3 separate regions of the Mus musculus genome follow, and regions 1 and 2 are each linked to region 3. A link is a contact called in public promoter capture Hi-C data. All regions are on one chromosome and are shown on one strand. The core of a region is the stretch at or near the end of the contact, and the rest is flanking DNA. Distances in the headings are between cores, read along the strand shown.

Region 1 (2,700 bases), core at 62-2,561, 1.2 Mb before region 3:
CATTCGTCCTGGATTTTGAGTCTTTCCAGGAAGAAGTAGTTTTGGGGGAGGTGGCATTCCGTTCTAGAACCTTCTCTCTCGGAGGAGGGATCCCTGCCCCTTCCCCCGCACTGAGGTCTGAACAGCAGCAGTTTCAGCTCTCAAATATCCCGGCATGGAGTTCTCATTACAGTCTGGCTTCAGGAAGTGAATAGCTAAGCTCCTGACCTAGGTGAAAGGTGGTGAGAACAGCTTCTAACCAGTTTTTATTTTATTATTCATTTATTCATTTATTCATTTATTTATTTATTTATTTATTTATTTATATTTTAAGTTTTGGAAAGATCTCCCTCAGTCACCTCTCAGTTATTAGGTATGTTCAAAAACTGCCTAATTATATATTTGAACAAGAAGCCCAAGAAAAGAAACTTAAAAAAAAATGTTGTTTCAGTCTTCTGGATAAATAAAAATAAACGTGTGGGTCTGAGCTTTAAATAAGGATAGTTTATATTTTTAAATGTCTAATTATATATCAGTTTGAGCAATTTCTGCACATCGTGGTAAAAATAATAATAATCAGCGTACATGATCCCCTGAAAGACATAAATATACGGATACATACAAAACATGCCTTTCTTCTAGTTTTGCCTCGAGTCCTAGTCAATAGAACCGCTGTTTCTTCACGAGCGTTTGTAGCTGGTGCGAATGTTCTAGGTAAAAAGCTTTGTGAGAGAGGTCATTGAATGGCAGTAAACTTCAAGAGCCAGAAATGTTTTCTTTTTCTGATGCTTTTGATAATAATCTTTTACCCTCGCCCTCCCCACCTCCACTTCTACCCCAGACAGCATTTCTTCCATCAGGATGGGTAAAAAGTGGATCCCTTCCTGGTTTCTCATTGTTCCTATAACATCTATGCCACGCCCACAAGCCCAGAGAACGCCCCCATGAGAAGCGCTGCTGCCAGGCGTCCCTTCCCTCTGCTGCCAGGCTCTGTGATATCGGATATGACATGAAAACTAAGAGAGCGGGGGGGGGGGGGGGGGGGGCAGAAACACTGGGAAACTAAATCTGTATATTTTATTTCAAAGGGAAAACTCTTCATTAATGTCCCTCTCTGGCCTCATGAGACATGCTGTACACGGGTATACTTTTTTTTAATCAAGGAAATTAAACTTGCTTTAGGGTGGGATGAAGCGGCTGAAATGCCTCTTGCCAGAGAGATCAGCTTAAATGAATGAAAACGCACTTGCCGAGTGAAATCTGACACCACACAGGAAATGATGAATGGGCAGCCCCTCCCCTCCCCCCCACATCATTTTAGGGAGTGCTCTGCAGGCAGCACCCTTCGCCCTAGTTCAGAAGCAAGCAATGCACTTTCAAATGGTGAGCCAGGCGTGGGTGCTGGGACACGGGAGTGAAGGATACAAGCCTCAAAAGCGGCTTGGATTTCGGTCCCTCTTAAGGTGTATTGTGTATTTATACTCACTAAAATCTTTTAAAACTCTTAATAGTAGTCATAGTTCAGTAGGAGTGCTCTTCCTACGTTTCTGGCTAACATATTTATGGCTTTGTTCTCCCAAATAACCATGGAAGATTGTGTGAGAACCAACTGGTTGGCTATTCATTACTTGATTGATTTGTGTTGGGAGGCCAGGCTTTGCTTATGCTTGGCAAGATGTAGCTACCCCTGAGCTGTATCCCAGCCCTTGATTTATTTTCAGTCTCCACATGTGATGAATAATATTAAAATTAGCACAAGGACGCATTCTAGTTTGTCTGTTTGTCAGCTGGCATAGGGAAAAGCCTATGTGCTTATAAACAGGTTTAGATGCATGTTCAAAACTGGGCATTTTATTGGCTATATCAAATCTCTCATTATATAGGCAAATGGCTGTCATTATGATATCTCTTTTTAAGTTGTCTGTTCAGGAATCTTCAGAACTTGCTGGAAAAATAATTATTCAGGCCTTGCTCTGTGGCTGTCTCAACACCTGCTTGTGTCTGGCTCCATCCAGGGCACTGTTGGACACTTGAAGGTCTGAGAGAGTGGTGAGAGAGAGGGCCTAAGTTGATGATGTGGACAGAATACTACCCACTTCCATTCAGATACCATGCAGCCTGAAGGTCCTTTCCAGCAATGGCCTAAGGTTATATTAAGACTAACATAAGCAAAACTGGGGTATTATCTTCAAAAAGTTATATTGTGATTGAAGCCAAATCTATCTTGGAATGCTGCCTGCTTGTCCTGCTGGCCTTTCATAAAGGCAGGCCACGGTCATGGTTGGTTACACATCGCCCTGAGCTTTCCACCCAGCTTTGACTCTTATCTCTAAGGTTCACTGCTGAACCCTTGGCTTGTTCCCTTTCGGTGAGTCCTCAGAAGAATGGAGACAAAGCTTTCTTCCGGAACGTGAATGTTCCGAAACACAGACAGGACGCTGGGCTTCTCTGCTTCCAAGAGAAGTGTCCTCAAGCCTGAGCTGATCCCGAACGCACGGAGTAGCTGCCTCTCACACAGCTGACATACAGTCTTATCAGATAACTGCTCTAGAGAGTGGGAGACTGCTGGGATGGGAGGGAAGACTCCAGACCTGCTGTCTCTGAGCCCTTGATCCTCCCTTCTGTGCCCTAAGTGCTGTACCACAGTGCATTGTATCAGCATGGTCCTTCTCCATGGCTGTACAGCAGCTTCTCCTTTGTCCACTCCCTGCTTCAGGGACC
Region 2 (2,700 bases), core at 183-2,682, 1.2 Mb before region 3:
TTTGCTCCTTTCCCAGCCCCGATGTTGAAATTCTCCCTCCGAAGCTGACACGATCGAGGAAACTACATTTTAAAAAACTTTCAGTCTTCCCAGGACTGTGCCTCTCTTGATTACAGAGCCTTCCTTGGGAAAACAGTTCATGTAAATGTCATGCAATTTATATGTCGGCACGGCCGACTTCAGGGGGACTAAGTACCAACATATCAGAATCTGAAGCCCACACATAGCGACCTGCCACTTTCACCTTTTGATTAAAATTATTCAAGAGGGATAATTGCTACTTTTGAAAATAAAAACCCATGAAGGCGGCTTCTTAGCATCGTGTCAGCTGGAGTTGAGCTCGGTGGACAAGACAGGAAAATAAGAGGGGTTGAGGTTTCCAGACCTGAAGCCGATGGAGCGCTGTGGTCCCTCAGACGCCCGCCAGTACACCTAGCAGTCAGAGCAGCGCATCTCTGAATTTAGACTTGTTCTTCCTCTCTGAGCCTTCTCTGCTCCCAGACATCATTGTCCCTGAAGCTCTGGGCAGGTGAGCTCACCACTATGCTAGTTCCAGCCTCCCAGGAAAGGGCAAACACCACCAGGCCTGCCTATGGTCTTGTTCAACCCGCAGCTCCTTCCCTGGGCCCAGATCGAGAGGCCTTGAGGAGTACTCCTCAATGACGTCCATCTTTCCTCCCCTGCTCTCCTGGTAAGCTGGGATCAGACTGAACACAATGGACAGGACGGACGGAAGGACGGACGGGGTACTAGACCCTTCTCTCATTGCCCAGGAAGACTTACTTCCAAGTTGCAGTTCCTGGTGTGCCTCAAACTCATCCTGGAGTGCTCAGGTATCTCTAGCCCCCCTCCCCCGCCCCCTAACCCAGGTCCTTCAGCCCAGAAAGCCCTCTACCAAGAAGTCGCCCTATGCCCATTCACCAAAAGCACCAGCACTCAAAGTGGGCGGTGGCCCGGACACTGGGGGTGGGGGTGGGGGCGGCTCTGCAGGCTGCAACTCCCGCACCGTGGGCGCTGCACTCACTGCATCGCTCCTGCTCCTCTTCTGGCTTTGAGGCTTAGATCGTTCAGCCAGAGGTGCAGGTTTCCATTCTGGGGTGCCCCTCAAAAAAGTGCAGTTTCCAAGGAGCCGGCCCCCACCAGAGACGCTCAGGTGTGGGCAGCTCCCTGCGGACTCCCAGCACGGTTGTATCTTGGTCCCCACTCTCCCTACCAGGCTGCTCGGCGCAGGAGTCCCAGGCCGTCGAGTCGACAGCGCACCCTCCTCACCTTGGTGAACTTGACCTCCAAGTTGCGGATGGGGCGCGGCAAGGCAGGCGGTTTCCCATCCGGCTGTCCGTTTTCCACAGCCCCGTTGGTGGTAGCCATAACTGGTTCGCACTCTCCGGTCCGTGTCCCCGACGCACCAGCTTGGCCTGGGCGGTGCGCAGCCTGCTCTGGGTGACAGCTCCGCGCCTTTATGCAGCGCCCCACGCCTCCCGCCCAAGGGGGCCGCCTAATTGGCTGCAGGACGGAGGAAGGGAGGGCGGGCGCGGGAGAGGAGGAGGGGACCCGGCCGCCGCTGCTACCCCTCCTGTTGTCCCTGCCCCTCCGGGAGCGGGACGGTCCCAGACCGACCTAGGCTGCGGCCAGAGAGCTCTGTCTGCGCATCGCTGGGCGGCCACACCGCGGGCTTCCGCAGCCTAGTAGGCTGCCCTTCTGCGAACTTGGGGGCCGGGGGCACCAAGGCCGGGAATTCCCAAGGGTCGGACATCCGTCAGGGCAGGGAGCCGGCTCGTAGCGATCGCAGTAACAGGCCTCTCTCTGGGCAATCTCGAGATTTTGTCAGAGGCACCTGCGGTCCCCGGACCACCGCAGCGGCTCTCCAAAACTTCGGCGGGAGTGAGCGCTCTCTCCGGGACCCTGCGTTGTGCCTCCCAGGATCTAGACGTCTTGTGGTCACCACCCGTGGCTGCCTCAATTTGGGGTCCAACTGCCAGAAGCCTGCGCTCCATCCTTCCCAAGCTAGGGCCGCCAGCGGAGGAGGTCTACTCTGAGCCTGGCTGGCAGGAAACTTCCGTCACACCCACGACAGCAGGCTAAGCGACAGCTCTTATGCGCAGCCTTATGGAGTTTTGCGGCTGATGGTCCTGTGACCTTCATATAAGTACGCACAACCCTAGGGAGGCAATTATTTTAATTTTTCAAACGCACAAATTAAACTTCCGTTTTAAAAAAATGGAAAAAAAATCCCCAAAACAAAACATGAGATCTTTGCAGCTAGTTGCTTTCAGACTAAAAGCTCTTAATGTTTATGTTGCTCAGAACTGCCAAGAGGGGCTGTGGGAAAGGCATGTCCAACTCGTTTAGGAAACGCTTCTTTCAGCCCAGGACTTAAGACTTAAGCTTCATCCGAAACCCGGAGAAGTGTCTCACCCACGTGTAGGGTGGCTGCATCAGGGGGTGAGGCTTGAACTCCCCACAGAGGAGGGGGTTTAGTCCTTAGAGAGATTTGGCCATGTGCTTCTGTGTAAGGTACCTCCCTCTGCCTGTTCTAAGGACTCAGCCTCCATTTCTGTTCCCCATGTCCTTCCTCACTGTCTTGTCACTAGGAATCCTTCTGGATAGTGGAATAAGCAGTAAACCTTCAGAAGGCCCTATTTGAGCTGTGCCCTCTCAGACAATCTCCTGCTATTAAGGATTGAGCATGCAGGTGAGAGT
Region 3 (2,700 bases), core at 155-2,654:
CCCTATCCCAAACTATTTATTTCCTTGGCTCTCTCTCAGAGCAAGCCAGTTGTTCAGTTTTTACTATTTGTTTTATATTATATGTCTATAGATCTAGATAGATATGCACACCTGTTTACGGACAATTTAGATGAGAGTCTGTAAAACCCTAAATCCAGAGGAATGTTAGTTTCTTCATTTCTGCATGCCTGCATAATACAGTTTCTAAAATACTTTTAGCTTTCAAACAGCTAATAAGTGGATGAAATCAGAGTAACTGTTCCAAGGTTGATTTTTTTTAATCTACCCATTGAGATCACTCACAGACAATTTAAACTCGCTGTCATAAATATCTTATTCTTCACAGCCAAGCAGCACAGCAGACATTAATCCACTTTACAGATGAGGTACTTTGCTACAACCGAAATGCAGGTGGTCCTAACTCCAAAGTCTGGGCACCACCTTTCCTATAACGCAGCCTTTTACAATTATAAAATGTAGCCATTGTGTCATTCTTATAAAACAGCCAAAGATTACACACAAGAAAGTTTCCCTTTTGCAAACTAAAAAACCATATTCAAAATCTTCACTCCCTGTAGCCAGATGGCTCTCTCTGAATGTTCCACCTGGCACCGGTTACTTCAAAAGCATCATTAGGCTCTGCTGAAATGCATCTTCGTACAAACTCGGAAATTACGTGTATGCAAATGAAATCCAAAAGCTTCCAAAGATGAACGTACTCTTGGCTTCCCAATATGCACTCACTGGCAATACAGCCTTTTTAAGTTCTCCTGGCCCTTTCAAAACGTCACCCCCTGCCCACGGTTACTGTAAATAATGTAACGGGTATTGACTAGATACATTTGCTCCTTCAGTTTTCTGAAAGTCCAACACCAGTCTTCTCAGGAGAAACACAATAATCTCTCAAGTATATCCCCATTTTAAGTACAGGTATTTTAAAGAGTAGCCCATAACTGACTTCCCAGTACTTAATTTGACGGAATACACAAGCCGGCTCTCTAACACTGGAGATCAGAGACAAACTGCATACTACAAACATCTGTAAAAGGCTGTTTTCTCCAGGAGAAAAACTACCAGACGTCTTGGTTTTGCCCGAGTTAGTTCGAGTCTAAAGGTCGTAAGAATTCGGAAGCAGGGAGCCCAGGGGCAGGGACTCAGATGATGATACCGGGATACTCTGGTACCAGGGGCCATGGAGGACACGGCAGCGGTGGGGATCCAAGGCCGGACAACCCACTGTTCCTCTCCCAGAGGCCCAGGCGCTTCTGTGGCGACGGGGATGAAGCGTCCCCACGGGGAGTCGAGCCAGCGGCTTCGACCTGTGAGCCTGGAGACCGGACACTCACCTCGGCGCCCGCTGACCGGCACTCAGCGGCTCAGGCTGCGCTGGTAGGCAGTCTAAAAACACAGGGAGGGCGGGGCTACGGGGCGGAGCCTGCGGAGAGGCGGGCCTGGCTAACTGGAGTAGGGTTCGGGGAAGAAGGGGGCCAGGGCAACGAAACCTCGCGATAGTTCGCCTCAGTTCTCGCTGTCCTACAATAGGCGGGATGAGAGAGTCATTTTCAGAACCAGACGCTTATTGGCTGAGAGCGCGACTTCCTCTAGCGTCCTGGCTTCCGGCTCCGGCTTGGAGCTGGGTGTTCAGAAAGTGGGTGTACTGCGTTAGCGTTTAGGTGGGTTGTTTAGATGGCGCCAGCCTCAGCGTCTCCAGTCAGTTCTTTTAGTCACACATTCATTCCGCTGCCAACAGTCAAACTCGACGTCGAGCGATTAAATCCCTGGCATCGCCCTGTGTAGCCTTGCATCTGTTCGATCAGCCATTCCGGCTACTGTTCCACCGCCAGTCTGACTTAAACAGAAGCCGTCGGGCTTAGGTAACGCAAGTCAATGGAGTCAACAAGCAGAACTTAAGCACCGGATTTAATGTCTCCGAACGCTCACTGATCGCTGCCGAAGGTGGTGTCTACCTTTAGACAAGCGTGGCGCAGGCATGGTGCTGCACGCCTGAATCCCAGTGATCTGAAAGTGGAGACAGGAGTAAAGGCCAGCCTCAGCTACGTGAAGGCACTGCCTCGTAAATAAAAATTTAAAAAGAAACAGGCCCTAGTGTGAGAAATAACTGAGGACAATCACAATTTGGTGAAATAACCTGGCAGTTCCTGTATGGCTAAGTAGACGGTCGATGAATACCTTAAGACTAAAAACCCGATTGTTCTGATGCAGCAAGCCTCTGCTACTCTAAGGCTGAGGCTGTAGGTGAAACCAATCACAAGTATTTCAAAAAGAAAGGGTGCAGGTGCGTAGCTCAGTAGAGGCACTCAGGTCAAGCCCCAGTACCAGGGAAGAAAAGTGAACATTTTTTTAAATGCAGTGCACAGAGATGCAACAACTTTCGATCTTTAAAATTTCCTCTAAGACTTAACTCTATTGTTTGACGAAACCCATTATGTACATGAGGTGTCTCAAATCCATCCCCCGCCCCCCATTAGGACTTACCCTTTGGGGGTTGGAGAGATGGCCCAGGGGTTAAGAGCACTGACTCCTCTTTCAGAGGTCCTCAGTTCAATTTCCAGCAACCACATGGTGTCTCGCAACCATCTAATTAATCTGATGGACTCGGATGCCTTCTTCTGGGTTGTCTGAAGAGAGAGACAGTGTATGCACATACATAAAATAAATACATCTTTTTAAAAACAAACA

The links. Promoter capture Hi-C pulls out the DNA fragments that hold promoters and counts their contacts.
Region 1: a contact with region 3 is called in a promoter capture Hi-C map of the HPC-7 cell line, with 6 times the contacts expected there. The contact joins the enhancer-like site here to the promoter of Lrrc28 in region 3. A contact is called at or near these places in 12 of 39 promoter capture datasets (the 3T3-L1 cell line, the C10 cell line, the HPC-7 cell line and 7 more), 1 of 15 datasets of contacts at CTCF or cohesin (large pre-B cells), 4 of 484 Hi-C or Micro-C datasets (the G1E-ER4 cell line, cerebellar granule neurons, pre-B cells and 1 more), 5 of 115 datasets of contacts at active chromatin or transcription factors (astrocytes, embryonic forebrain, embryonic stem cells and 1 more) and 2 of 9 other capture datasets (adipose tissue and embryonic stem cells).
Region 2: a contact with region 3 is called in a promoter capture Hi-C map of embryonic stem cells, with 3 times the contacts expected there. The contact joins the promoter of Aldh1a3 here to the promoter of Lrrc28 in region 3. A contact is called at or near these places in 11 of 39 promoter capture datasets (the 3T3-L1 cell line, 3T3-L1-derived adipocytes, the C10 cell line and 7 more), 5 of 484 Hi-C or Micro-C datasets (the G1E-ER4 cell line, the N1E-115 cell line, cerebellar granule neurons and 2 more), 4 of 115 datasets of contacts at active chromatin or transcription factors (astrocytes, embryonic limb bud, embryonic stem cells and 1 more) and 2 of 9 other capture datasets (adipose tissue and liver).

Annotation. Positions count from the first base shown.
Region 1 is chr7:66,449,275-66,451,974 of GRCm38.p6, forward strand. No RefSeq gene overlaps it. Among named protein-coding and RNA genes, the nearest start is that of Gm33515, 22 kb to the left of the region's middle. Within about 2 kb of position 1,312, at least 96 of the 459 cell types and tissues checked have an H3K27ac peak or open chromatin away from gene starts, as enhancers often do. A contact at or near this core is called in the G1E-ER4 cell line, the HPC-7 cell line, adipose tissue and 1 more, where this site is marked.
Region 2 is chr7:66,426,045-66,428,744 of GRCm38.p6, forward strand. It overlaps Aldh1a3 (aldehyde dehydrogenase family 1, subfamily A3), which reads right to left and starts at 1,433. Exons shown (of 13, transcript NM_053080.3): 1 at 1,270-1,433. The coding sequence starts at 1,368. Gm33515 (a long non-coding RNA gene) reads left to right here and starts at 2,603. Exons shown (of 3, transcript XR_391552.2): 1 at 2,603-2,692.
Region 3 is chr7:67,643,832-67,646,531 of GRCm38.p6, forward strand. It overlaps Lrrc28 (leucine rich repeat containing 28), which reads right to left and starts at 1,405. Exons shown (of 10, transcript NM_175124.5): 1 at 1,347-1,405. It also overlaps a transcript of Ttc23 not described here.